Linked DNA regions of Hordeum vulgare: region 2 is linked to region 1. The links are chromatin contacts, called in public Hi-C maps. All regions are on one chromosome and are shown on one strand. Each heading gives the region's core, a stretch centred on a gene start, on an enhancer-like site or on the middle of the called end of the contact. The rest is flanking DNA. Distances are from core to core; before and after follow the strand shown.

What was found. Hi-C and Micro-C count contacts between places; a contact is called where the count stands out from the background.
Region 2: a Hi-C map of seedling shows a contact between it and region 1, with 3 times the contacts expected there. The contact joins the promoter of LOC123412447 here to the enhancer-like site in region 1. A contact is called at or near these places in 2 of 6 Hi-C or Micro-C datasets (leaf and seedling).

What each region holds. Positions count from the first base shown.
Region 1 is chr7H:492,351,472-492,356,627 of MorexV3_pseudomolecules_assembly, reverse strand. No RefSeq gene overlaps it. Among protein-coding and RNA genes, the nearest start is that of LOC123409146, 110 kb to the right of the region's middle. Within about 2 kb of position 2,202, at least 2 of the 3 cell types and tissues checked have open chromatin away from gene starts, as enhancers often do. A contact at or near this core is called in leaf and seedling, where this site is marked.
Region 2 is chr7H:492,500,386-492,505,541 of MorexV3_pseudomolecules_assembly, reverse strand. It overlaps LOC123412447 (palmitoyl-acyl carrier protein thioesterase, chloroplastic-like), which reads right to left and starts at 2,327. Exons shown (of 7, transcript XM_045105395.1): 1 at 2,164-2,327; 2 at 1,107-1,670; 3 at 888-1,021; 4 at 394-507; 5 at 90-273; 6 at 1-4. The coding sequence starts at 1,610.

The DNA of each region.
Region 1 (5,156 bases), core at 953-3,452:
ATCCCCGAGCTTGCCGTGATGGCTACCTCCGCCATCATCGTTGCTGAAAAAAAGACTGCGACGTCTACAGTTCATCCACGACGATGGTGCAGCGTCGTTCGCCCGTCTGCTCCATCGTTCCCTGATCTCCCCGCCGACCGTGTAACTCCCACGGACGCAAAGAAACTTCCCACGATTCCGAGGCATCGACCCCGGTATGCACACATACCCGAATAAGGGCTTGACTCATCTCATCCTCGGTCCATTTTTAATCAAATTGTTTGGGTTTGCGTTACATTTGATCTGGGTTTGATTCTGCTCCTACTTCCCATTTCCCTGCAGCATAGTCATCGACCTATTTGTGTCTACTCAGACACACAAAAGCCACACACCAACCGCGGCTTGATGTTTGTTGGTGGCTGCCACTAATGTCCCTTCTTCCGAACGACGACGACCATTGCCAATCTGTACGAAATCGGTCTTCACCTAGTCTCTTGTCCGCTAGCTGACTCATTATTTCATCTCAATTTGGCATATACAAAGTCACTGAATTATCATATTTTTTGTATGCTTCCGATTGAGATGATTCTTGTTGAGATATCATTGTTTTCTATACACAAATTTCTATGTTTCCATCTAAAAGTGTTTGCTTCAACTATGCTTCTTGTTAACCATGCTTCCTTGATTTTTTACTATGCTTCTATTGTAGACATATAGTGCCCCATCACAACAAGGTTTCGCGAACATTAGATTTATGCATCCAAATTTTGCTTGTCAAGCATGTAGATTTTTCAAATCAAATTTTTGTGTGCTTCTAGTGCATGATAGCATCATTTTGTTCTGTGTTAGCCATGCTTCCTACTTCTTTATTTCTCAAATATATTTTTATGGTGATGAGGGGGACGCTCGGAGATCAAAGCCAGATGCAGCAATTTCAAAGACGGTCAAGTTCACGCATCGATCAGCATGGCTCATGCATTCGAGGTATACAACCTATATGACTTCATGTCGAAGAAGATCGAAATGCTTGGGTAAGGACACCTCAGCTTCTACCATCGACACCGCGGATCACGCCTTCTATTACATGATGGCTGGGTCAATTTTGAATTAGCAAAAATTGACGCGTGGAAGCAATGCGACTTCTCTATTGAAGCATACTCTCTGTTTGACAGTAGCTCTTTATTTTCTTGCAATCAATTCCCTAATGCGAATTAGAACCATATGTAATTACCACTAGAGATAATTTCGTATTGGACGGAAGCATGAGAATATTTGGTTGGAAGAAATTCTCGAGTTGATTGAAACAAGGTCGTGATGCTTCTCAAACATGTTAAATAAATTCCTTTTTCACGACGAAGCAGGTTAAAATCAATTTTCTAGTTGGTGGGAGCAAGACGATGATGCTTCTGAAACAAAATATTGTGTTATATAGGACATAAAATATCAAATAAACCGAAGCAATTTTCTAGTTGATGGAAGCAAGACGAGATGATGCTTCTGAAACAAAATATTGTGTTACATAGTACATAAAATGTCAAATAAATCGAAGCAAATTTTCATCCGCCATAAAAGTAAATTCTTCACTGAACGGAAACATAATTTATTTATATTAGAGTTATGACCTGGTATACAACATTACAAGTAAGGATGATTCACGTATTATTTGCATTGGATGCAAATTTTGATAACGTTCGGTTAAAATTTTGTTTCATGAGAAATCAAGTTGCCTAAACAAATCTGTAAGTTGTTTCCTAAAATGAAGGGGTCGTGTATATCAGCAGTTAACACGACGTATAATCAGGGAAGCTCCCACATGAAATCAGGAAACTAGGTACACATGATTTACGGAAGCAATCCCATGAAGCAGGGATAGGTAGTTTTGCATGGGCCTAAACCAGCAGATTAAACGTACATCATATGTCCAATCCAACGGTCTATGACTAGTCTGATAGGATGCAAATATCAGTAGTCTGATGCTTGGTGTTGCCGCAGGTGTTACGTTAGATACCGAGGGAAGCTTAAGTGCAGAAGCACAACGAGTTAGCACGCCCCGATTGACCCGATGCAATGCATGCATGGACCATTCGATCACCTCACCCACGACTGGTGGCACTCAATCTGCCGACGGACCATTCGATCGCCTGATTGACTGAAGTTGGAGCGTCGTTCATCCACGTAGGCGCGTACGTAGGCGCGGGAAGCAGCGCGGAGCCCGGAGGCACGTAGTACGTCTTTGCTTCGAGGGTGGCTCGTGGACATCACGCAGCTGCATCCGTACCCCGGAGACCGGGCTACAGCGACTCCGAACAAGTGGAGACAGCCACGGTTACCAACCAACCAACCTCCCAACCTTCCAACTAGACTGATCGGCCGTGCCGCGCGTGGCGGCAACGACGGCCCGCCCTGCATTAAGGGCAAAGGGCTAGCTGCAGTTGCAGCGTCGTTGGTCTGCACGCTCTGGTTAACTGCTCGACGCACGTCAATGACGACGCACGGTTAATTTATAATCGACGGCGACGGCCGCCGGCCGCGGCGAGACGGGCCGGCGGGTTGACCGTCACCCCTGTACCAGATTTGGTGTGAACCCTGAACTCCGAAGTCAGTCAGGGGGAACGATCGAGTCATATATGAAGAATGCTAATATATCTGGATTGTTGTTGGTGGTTGCCAGTGCTTAGGTAGAGATCGTTTCGTTTGTATGTATGTTGCGTGAACTACTTCATTGCGTACTCGTCTTCTCACGTAAAAATGCAAAACGAGAAGCCAAATTGCATATCGCCTTTTGCAGATCATTACAACTTACAAGTCGCTGCGCAAAAAGAAAAAGGAAAGTGTCTTGTAACTCAGACTGACAACTCAAGCCAACTCATCAAATGACAAAAGAAGACCCAGAGAGCCAACTGACCAAGACAAATGAAGGTGGAGAAATGTTTTTGGACGTCGATATTTAGTGAACTTTCATCTGGAGGATGGAATACCTATTCGCGGCTCTGTGCGAAACGGTATCAGGCTTCGCACATAATGGGGAGGAGAGAGATTTTAAATGAACTGGTCCATTTAACGGGTTGCAATGTCTCGGTTTTGGAAACCTTTTAAAGGTTTCAGCCGGGTTATTCGGTTTTGAGAAACTTATTAAAGGTTTACGGAAATGATTTTTCTTTTTCTTTTTTTCTTTTTTTCGGTTTTTGTTTCAAAAAATGTTTGTATTTTCAAAAAATTATTTTTGAAATTTTAAAAAATGTTTGGTATTTTTAAATTTTTTCTTGATTTTTAAGAAAATGTTCTATAGTTTAAAAAAATATATTCTTGGTTTCAAATTTTGTTCTTAAGTATCAAATTTGTTCTCGGTTAGAAAATTTGTTCTTAAGATTCAAAAAATGTTCGTGCTTTAATTTTTTTTCCACGTTTCCAAATTTGCTCGGGCTTTTTCAAAATTGTTCTCCATTTCAAAATTTTGTTGTCAATATTCAAAAAATATTCGTGCTTTAAAAAATTGTCCGCGGTTCCAAATTTCCTCGGGGTTTTTTAAAATTGTTCTCCATTTCAAAATTTGCTTTAAATGTTCAAAAAACGTTTCATGCCTTAAAAATTTGTTCGGGGTTTTTAATTTTTTTTCTCTGTTTCAAAATTTAATTCTCCAGATTCAAAAAAATGTTTGTGCTTTAAAAAATTGTTGGTGCTTCCAAATTTGTTAGGAGTTTTTCAAAATTGTTCTCCCTTTCAAAATTTTGTTCTCAAGATTTTAGAAATGTTCATGTTTTAATAAATTATTTGCACTTTCAAACTTGTTCAGGATTTTTCCAAAATGTTCTCAGTTTAATATTTTTTCTCAAGATTAAAAAAAAAATTCTCCATTTCAAATTTCTGTTCTCAAGATTCAAAAAATATTCGTGCTTTAAAAATTGTTCGCACTTCCGAATATGTTCACAATTTCTCAAAATTGTTCTTGGTTTTAAAATTTGTTCTTAACATTTCAAAATATGTTTGTGCTTATAAATTTGTTCGTGCTTTCAAATTTATTTCTCGTTTAAAAAATGTTCATGTTTTCACAAAATGATGGGAAATGCAAAATTTGTTCGTTTTCCTAAAGAACGAAAAAACAAAAAATAAGGAAAAATAAACTGAAAGGAAAAAACGAAAGGAAATAAGCAGAAAAGGAAAAAAGAAACAGGAAAAAATAACAGCGCCGGCCCAGTGGGGCGACCGGACTGTGCGTTTCCTATTTGGCATGACAGGCGCAAGTTATTTTTTTTCTTTTTTTGAGGGAAGACATGCGCTAGTTAATGTGCCCTTTTATTAAGCAACTCCTTTGGCGTTCAAACTGGGCAGGCCCATCTAGGCGCTCGTGACGTTATTTTTTTTGATAATTCTATAAACTTATTTGAATATCGATCTACTTTTTCTAAATTTCTACAAATAACTTTTAAATATTTATGAACTTTTTGGAATATTCATGAACTTTTCTGAAATTTGATGAACATCCTTTTGATAATGGATGAACTTTTTTTAAATTTATGAACTTTTTTTCAGTTCAATCAACTGTTTTTAAAAAATACAAGAACTTTTTTTTTATTTTTTATGAATTAATTTTAGATATATTGATTGTTTTCTAAAATTAATGAACATTTCTTAAATTGGATGAACTTTTTTCATTTTCAACGAACTTTTTTCAAATTGATGAACTTTTTTCAAAATTGATGAACCTTTTATTAAATATATGCTTTTTTTAAATGGATGAGCTTTTTTTCTTCAAACTTTATTTTATTTTATTTTCATAACAAAATAAAAATAAAAAAGTGGGCCGGCTCATGCTAGCAGCGGTGCACGCGCCAGATCGTTAACGGATGCTTGTAGCGCTGCATAGGAGCTCTCCCTACACTAGTAAAAAAAGGGCTTTTTGTCCCGGTTCGTAAGGGCCTTTTGTCCCGGTTTCGGAACCGGGACTAAAAGGTCGTTACTAATGCCCTTGGCCTTTAGTCCCGGTTCTCACACGAACAGAGACAGATGCCTCCACGTGGCCGATGCGGCGAGTCCGGGCAGGGGGGCCTTTAGTCCCGGTTGGTGACACCAACCGGGACCAAAAGGCATCCACGCGTCAGCATTTCAGGTGATGGGGTTTTTTTTGAAGGGGGGGGGGGTTGAGGGTTTTGGGGGGTTAATTTAGGTGTTTCATATAT
Region 2 (5,156 bases), core at 1,078-3,577, 150 kb before region 1:
GAGGCTGCATCATATATGATAAATAAGTAAAACGGGGTAAGAAGATAGAATATACTTGCAATCTTGTAGTATGTGTGTGCAAAACTTACAGTCAGGCCTGTCCGGACATATTTAGCTGAGGTAGGACGGTCATGCTCTGGCAGTTTTGGAAGTTTTTGGTGGTCTTGGTCTTCAATAGCAGCATACTCAGAAAAGAACGGCTCTATTTCAGTCCGTACTTCATCTGGAATTCTTGCAAGCTTTCTAGTTAGCTTGTTCATCATAACCCATTTACTGCAAATTTAACGAAAATCAGAATGACGGCAGCTTGTCGAAACTGCGACTCTGTGAATATGTGGGGCAGAAGAAAAACAAATCTGATTGATTGTATCTCTGAGTGACAAAAATTTGAACCTTGTAGCCTTCAGTACTGTATGGCCCGTCACAGAATCACGTATATGCCAGTCTCGACGCATTCCGTTTTTACCGTGAGCCCCAACCCAAGTGTTCACCTCAACAGTATCACCCCTGCAGAGCAATGAAAACCAAATTAAAACAATAGAAAAACAACTCCTTATGGGGACATGCAACTTTCAGCTAACAAAATTAAACGATTTTAACATCTGTCAATAAATGTAACACACGAAATTAAGAGATTCAAAGGCCTCTCTGCATCAAATACTGAAAGTCTGCTGCCTGCACACACCGGGACAGATGGGAATTGCTGACCTAATAATTATGACTTAAAGCAGACTATTATGATGTATCCCTTTCACATTCATTTGTTAAACAACTCGAAAACTCCCCTTAACTGGACCGATCGTTCCAAGATTATGGTTACACCTATTGAAACTCAAATTATACAAGAGAACAAAAGGAAAAATGAAATGCTGGTGTGTGAGATATACCAGCATGGATAACGCTCGACGATCGCCTGCATTTGGCTGACAACCCAGAACAAGTTCCTTTTACTCATCTCCGGTGTGGAACCAAAACCATCTCCGAGCAGCCCAACCACCTTCACATGATTGAGTGCAGTTTCCTGCATCAGACCAAAAAACATGTCAGTGCCCAATAACCAGATAGAGCAGTCTTATTGCGCGTTGAAATCGCGGCGATAAACTCACCTGCAGATGGTTCATGAGCGTCTCAATGGACGCCGTCCTGTCAGCCCCAATCTCATAGGACCTGATGGAGAAGTTCTGCCTGAACATGAACCCGTCGTGTACAATGGTGCCGAAACCCAGCGTGTCGACGAGCATGTCGGGCCGCTTGGGCTTCCAGTCGAGCAGCGTCCACTGCTTCTCGGCGGCGAAGAAGATGGTGGTGATGGCCGCGAGGAGCATGCTCCAGTCGGGCAGCTGGTTGTAGAACGTCCTGGGCGCCGCCGAGGACATGGTATCGTGCTCCGCGTCCGCCAGCGCGGACTTGCCGGCGCCGCCGTTCACCTTGGGGACGGCCGCGTGGGCGCGCGTCCTGCCGGCCCTCACGGCGGAGGATGACGAGGCCTGCTTCGCGGCGATGCCGCGGACGTCCAGGCTGTCCGGACGCTCGCCGAGGGCGCTCTTGGGCGGCGGCGGCACCGCCGGAGACCCCGGGAAGAAGGCCGAGGCCGCGATGGACCCGGCCATGGGAAGCACGGCTAGAAACTGCGCGCCAAATCGAATGGCCTACGAATCGGCGATCCTAACCTGAAAATTTCGCACACATAAAAAGAACATCAGCAACAATAAAAACAGCACTCCGTATAAGCACTGCACAGTGCAGAGACGCCATGGAAATCAACTACTCGCAACCAACAGCAGCATACGAGCAGGAGCCGAGGGTCGAAGCGAACCGCGCAACAACAGCGCAGCAAGCCGGAGAAAACTGAAGGAAAAAAACTTTCATTCAAGCCAAGAAAAAAGGCGCCAAACGGAACACCCAAATCCCGCGGCGGGACGGGGCGCGAGCTCCCCTAAGCTAAGCTCGAGATCCGGCAAGAGCAGCAGGGGTCGTAACGATTTCCCTGGCTGCAAAGGCCGGCCAGGCACCGCGGAAGCGCCCAGAAGAAGAGGCCGCGCCGGACCGACAGGCTCGCCGCTGCCGCATGTTCTCTCGCGCCCCGGGCGTGTCCGACCAAGAACCGTCCCCCCCCAACACACGCGCGGGAGAGAGGAATGCGGCGGAGGCGAGGAGACCGACCTTTCCGTGAACAGGAGGAGACGGAGGCGGCGGCGGCGGGGGCTCACCGCTGTGCCGCTGGCGCCGAGGAGAGAGGGAAGAGGAGGTGGTTTGTGTTCTGGCGGCTTCGGTCGGGGCGGGGTAGCCTCTGTTTGCTCCTCTGTCTCTCACACGGTACAGGCCAGCGCGGATTTTAAAAGGGAACCAGCTTCGTTTGTAGGGTGGGGTGCCCGCGCGAGTGACCGTTCTGCCCCCGGACTCCCTCGAGTCTGTCTGGACGGCGGACGGACGGGCGGATAGAATTGGGCATAGAAAAGGAAGAACAGGAGACGTTGATGTGATCCTACCTGACGACTCCTTGAGTAAACGCTCTGGTGGGCTGGTGCGGTGGGCACGGACACGGCACGAGGGGGTGAAACGTGGGGAATAAGGGCAACAGAATAGCATGTGGCGCGACCGAGGCCGTTGGATTAAATATTGTTCAAAAACCTTTTTTTAATACATTGCAGACGCAAGCGCTCATATACACGTGCATACACACGCACACGCTACCTCTATGAGCACCTTCGAAAGACGGGGTCGGCATGTCATCTTGAGATTTACGAAGTCACCGCTTCCACTGAAAGCGTATCGTCGAAAATCTCGAAATAAATCCAGAAACAATGCAAGCACCAGGATTTAAACCCTGATGAGCTAGAAATACCACGGTCTCTCTAACCATCCAACCACAGGTTGGTTTGCCAGAAACCTTTTATTTCAGTTCACAAACTTGCATGGATGTGTTTAGGCCTTTGTCGACTAAGGCCCTGTTTGGTTACAAATAAGTCACCAACTTATAAGTTAAAAAGTGCAAAAAGTGACTTATTTTGCCAAAAGGGCCTAACTTATAAGTCACCCCAACTTATAAGTCATAAGTTGCTATACCCCAACTTAAAACTTATAAGTCACCTACTTTTTGATGGGTCCCACCACTTTTTCCCACCCGTGCCCACCGCCCCATCCCACCCGTGCCCACCGCCCCATCCGCTCCCCACCGCGCAGCGCGCCTCGCCGCCGCCGCGCAGCGCGCCTCGCCGCCGCCGCGCAGCGCGCCTCGCCGCCGCTCCCACCGCGCAGCGCGCCTCGCCGGCTGCTGCCCTCCCCACCGCGCACCGCTGCTGCCCTCGCCGCCGCTGAGCTCCATCGCGAGCGAGCTCGGCTCGCCCAGGCCAGAAGCGCGAGCTCCGCCTCGCCCAATGCCCGGATCGGCTCGCCTCCTCCGCTCGCCGCCCGGTCTCCACCATGGCCGGCAGGAGCTTCGCCCCGCCCCTGCCCCGGCCCCGCCGGCCGCCGCGCCGCGCCCTGCCCCGCCGGCCCTGTCGCCCCGCCCCTGCCCCGCCGGCCGTCGCGCCCCGCCGCGCCCCGCCCCTGCCCCGCCGGCCGTCGCGCCCGCCCCGCCGGCTGCAGCACCTCGCCCCGCCCGCCGGCTGCAGCGCCCCGCTGCGCCCCGCCCCGTCCCGCCGGCTGCAGCACCGCCTGTGCTCGTCCAAGAAGGACGCCGTCGTCTGGCTCGACGCCTGCATGCTCCGCTACTCCGGCGAGCCGTTCTTCGGCGAGGTCGACGACGACCACAGCGCCGTCATGCCGGGCGGCGTCCAGAGCGCGGGTCTAGTGACGAGGTCGCTGGTGTGGTCAGGTGACAACCAAACAAGGGTGACTTATAAGTCACTGGTTTTAAGTCACCTGACTTATAAGTCACCTGACTTATTGGAACCAAACAGGGTCTAAGACTTAACCGATCAAATGAAATACTAGCATCTAAGAAAAAAATATTAAAAAGAATATTTTACACGGATCTCAATGTAATACTCCCTTCGTCCGGAAATACTTGTCACGGGAATGGATGTATCTAGATGTATTTTAGTTCTAGATACATCCATTTTTATACATTTGTGCGACAAGTAATTCCGGACGGAGGGAGTACTTAGTATTAACTCGGATACAACCAAGTCTTAGCCAACCGAGACTTAGCAAAACTGAACTTGTATACTTTCAAGGTTGTCTCTTGAGTGTTAGACAACATGATGTTGAGAGATATTGAGAGATCACGTATGTGGTGCAGCTGCACCTGCCCTTGACTTGGATCGAGAGGGGAGAGGAAGTAGGCGGGTCGGGGCGTGTGACAATCTTGGTGCTATATATATATATATATCAGTTAACCCTGTTTTCCATGCAAGTACAAACCATATGGAAATAGATTATCATTTTGTCAAGGAATGAGTTGCTAGCAAAGAGCTAGAAATATGTTTCGTTCACTCGAAGACCCACATTTTTTTTGAAGAATCCATGCGTACTCTAAACTTGGTGAAGTTTTGATTAAGGTAGGATGTTAAACAACTTGATATTGAGAGATATTGAGAGATCACGTGTGTGGTGCGGCTGCACCTGCCCTTGGCTTGGATGTCAAGTCTGCTAGGAGTTAGGGATAGATTTTGTTTGTTTAAACTTGTATCTATCTTATCTCCATCCCTCATGTACTCCGTACAGTTGTTCTCTCCCAACCAAACATTGTAATCTCTCTCGAGAGATTCTCTCGCCAATCTCTAACTACTAGTATACAATTCTTGACATGGGAGGTAAAGACGCTTATATAACTGTTAGTAGTTATAAGATGCGACCTCCTGATGTATGGGAGGTAGAGACGCTTATACAATTCGTGACATGGTATACAGAGCTTTCTTCTTCCCCCACATCTAGTCTTCTTCCTCTCTGCCGAGCCGCATGCAAAACCCATCTACCATCACCATGTCCTCCTCCAGCCAAGTCATATCCACCGGTCTGAACAACAATACCTCTGAGTCTCTCTCTCGAACGAGTTACATCCTATGACGAGCCCAAGCTCGTTCCCAGATCATGGGGACATGGCTATATGGGTACCTCGATCAAACAGTCCTCGAACCACCAAAAACTATCACCACCCAAAATTCTTCTAGAAGCATCAAACCTCTTCCAATCCTGCCTATAGCCCTTGGCTA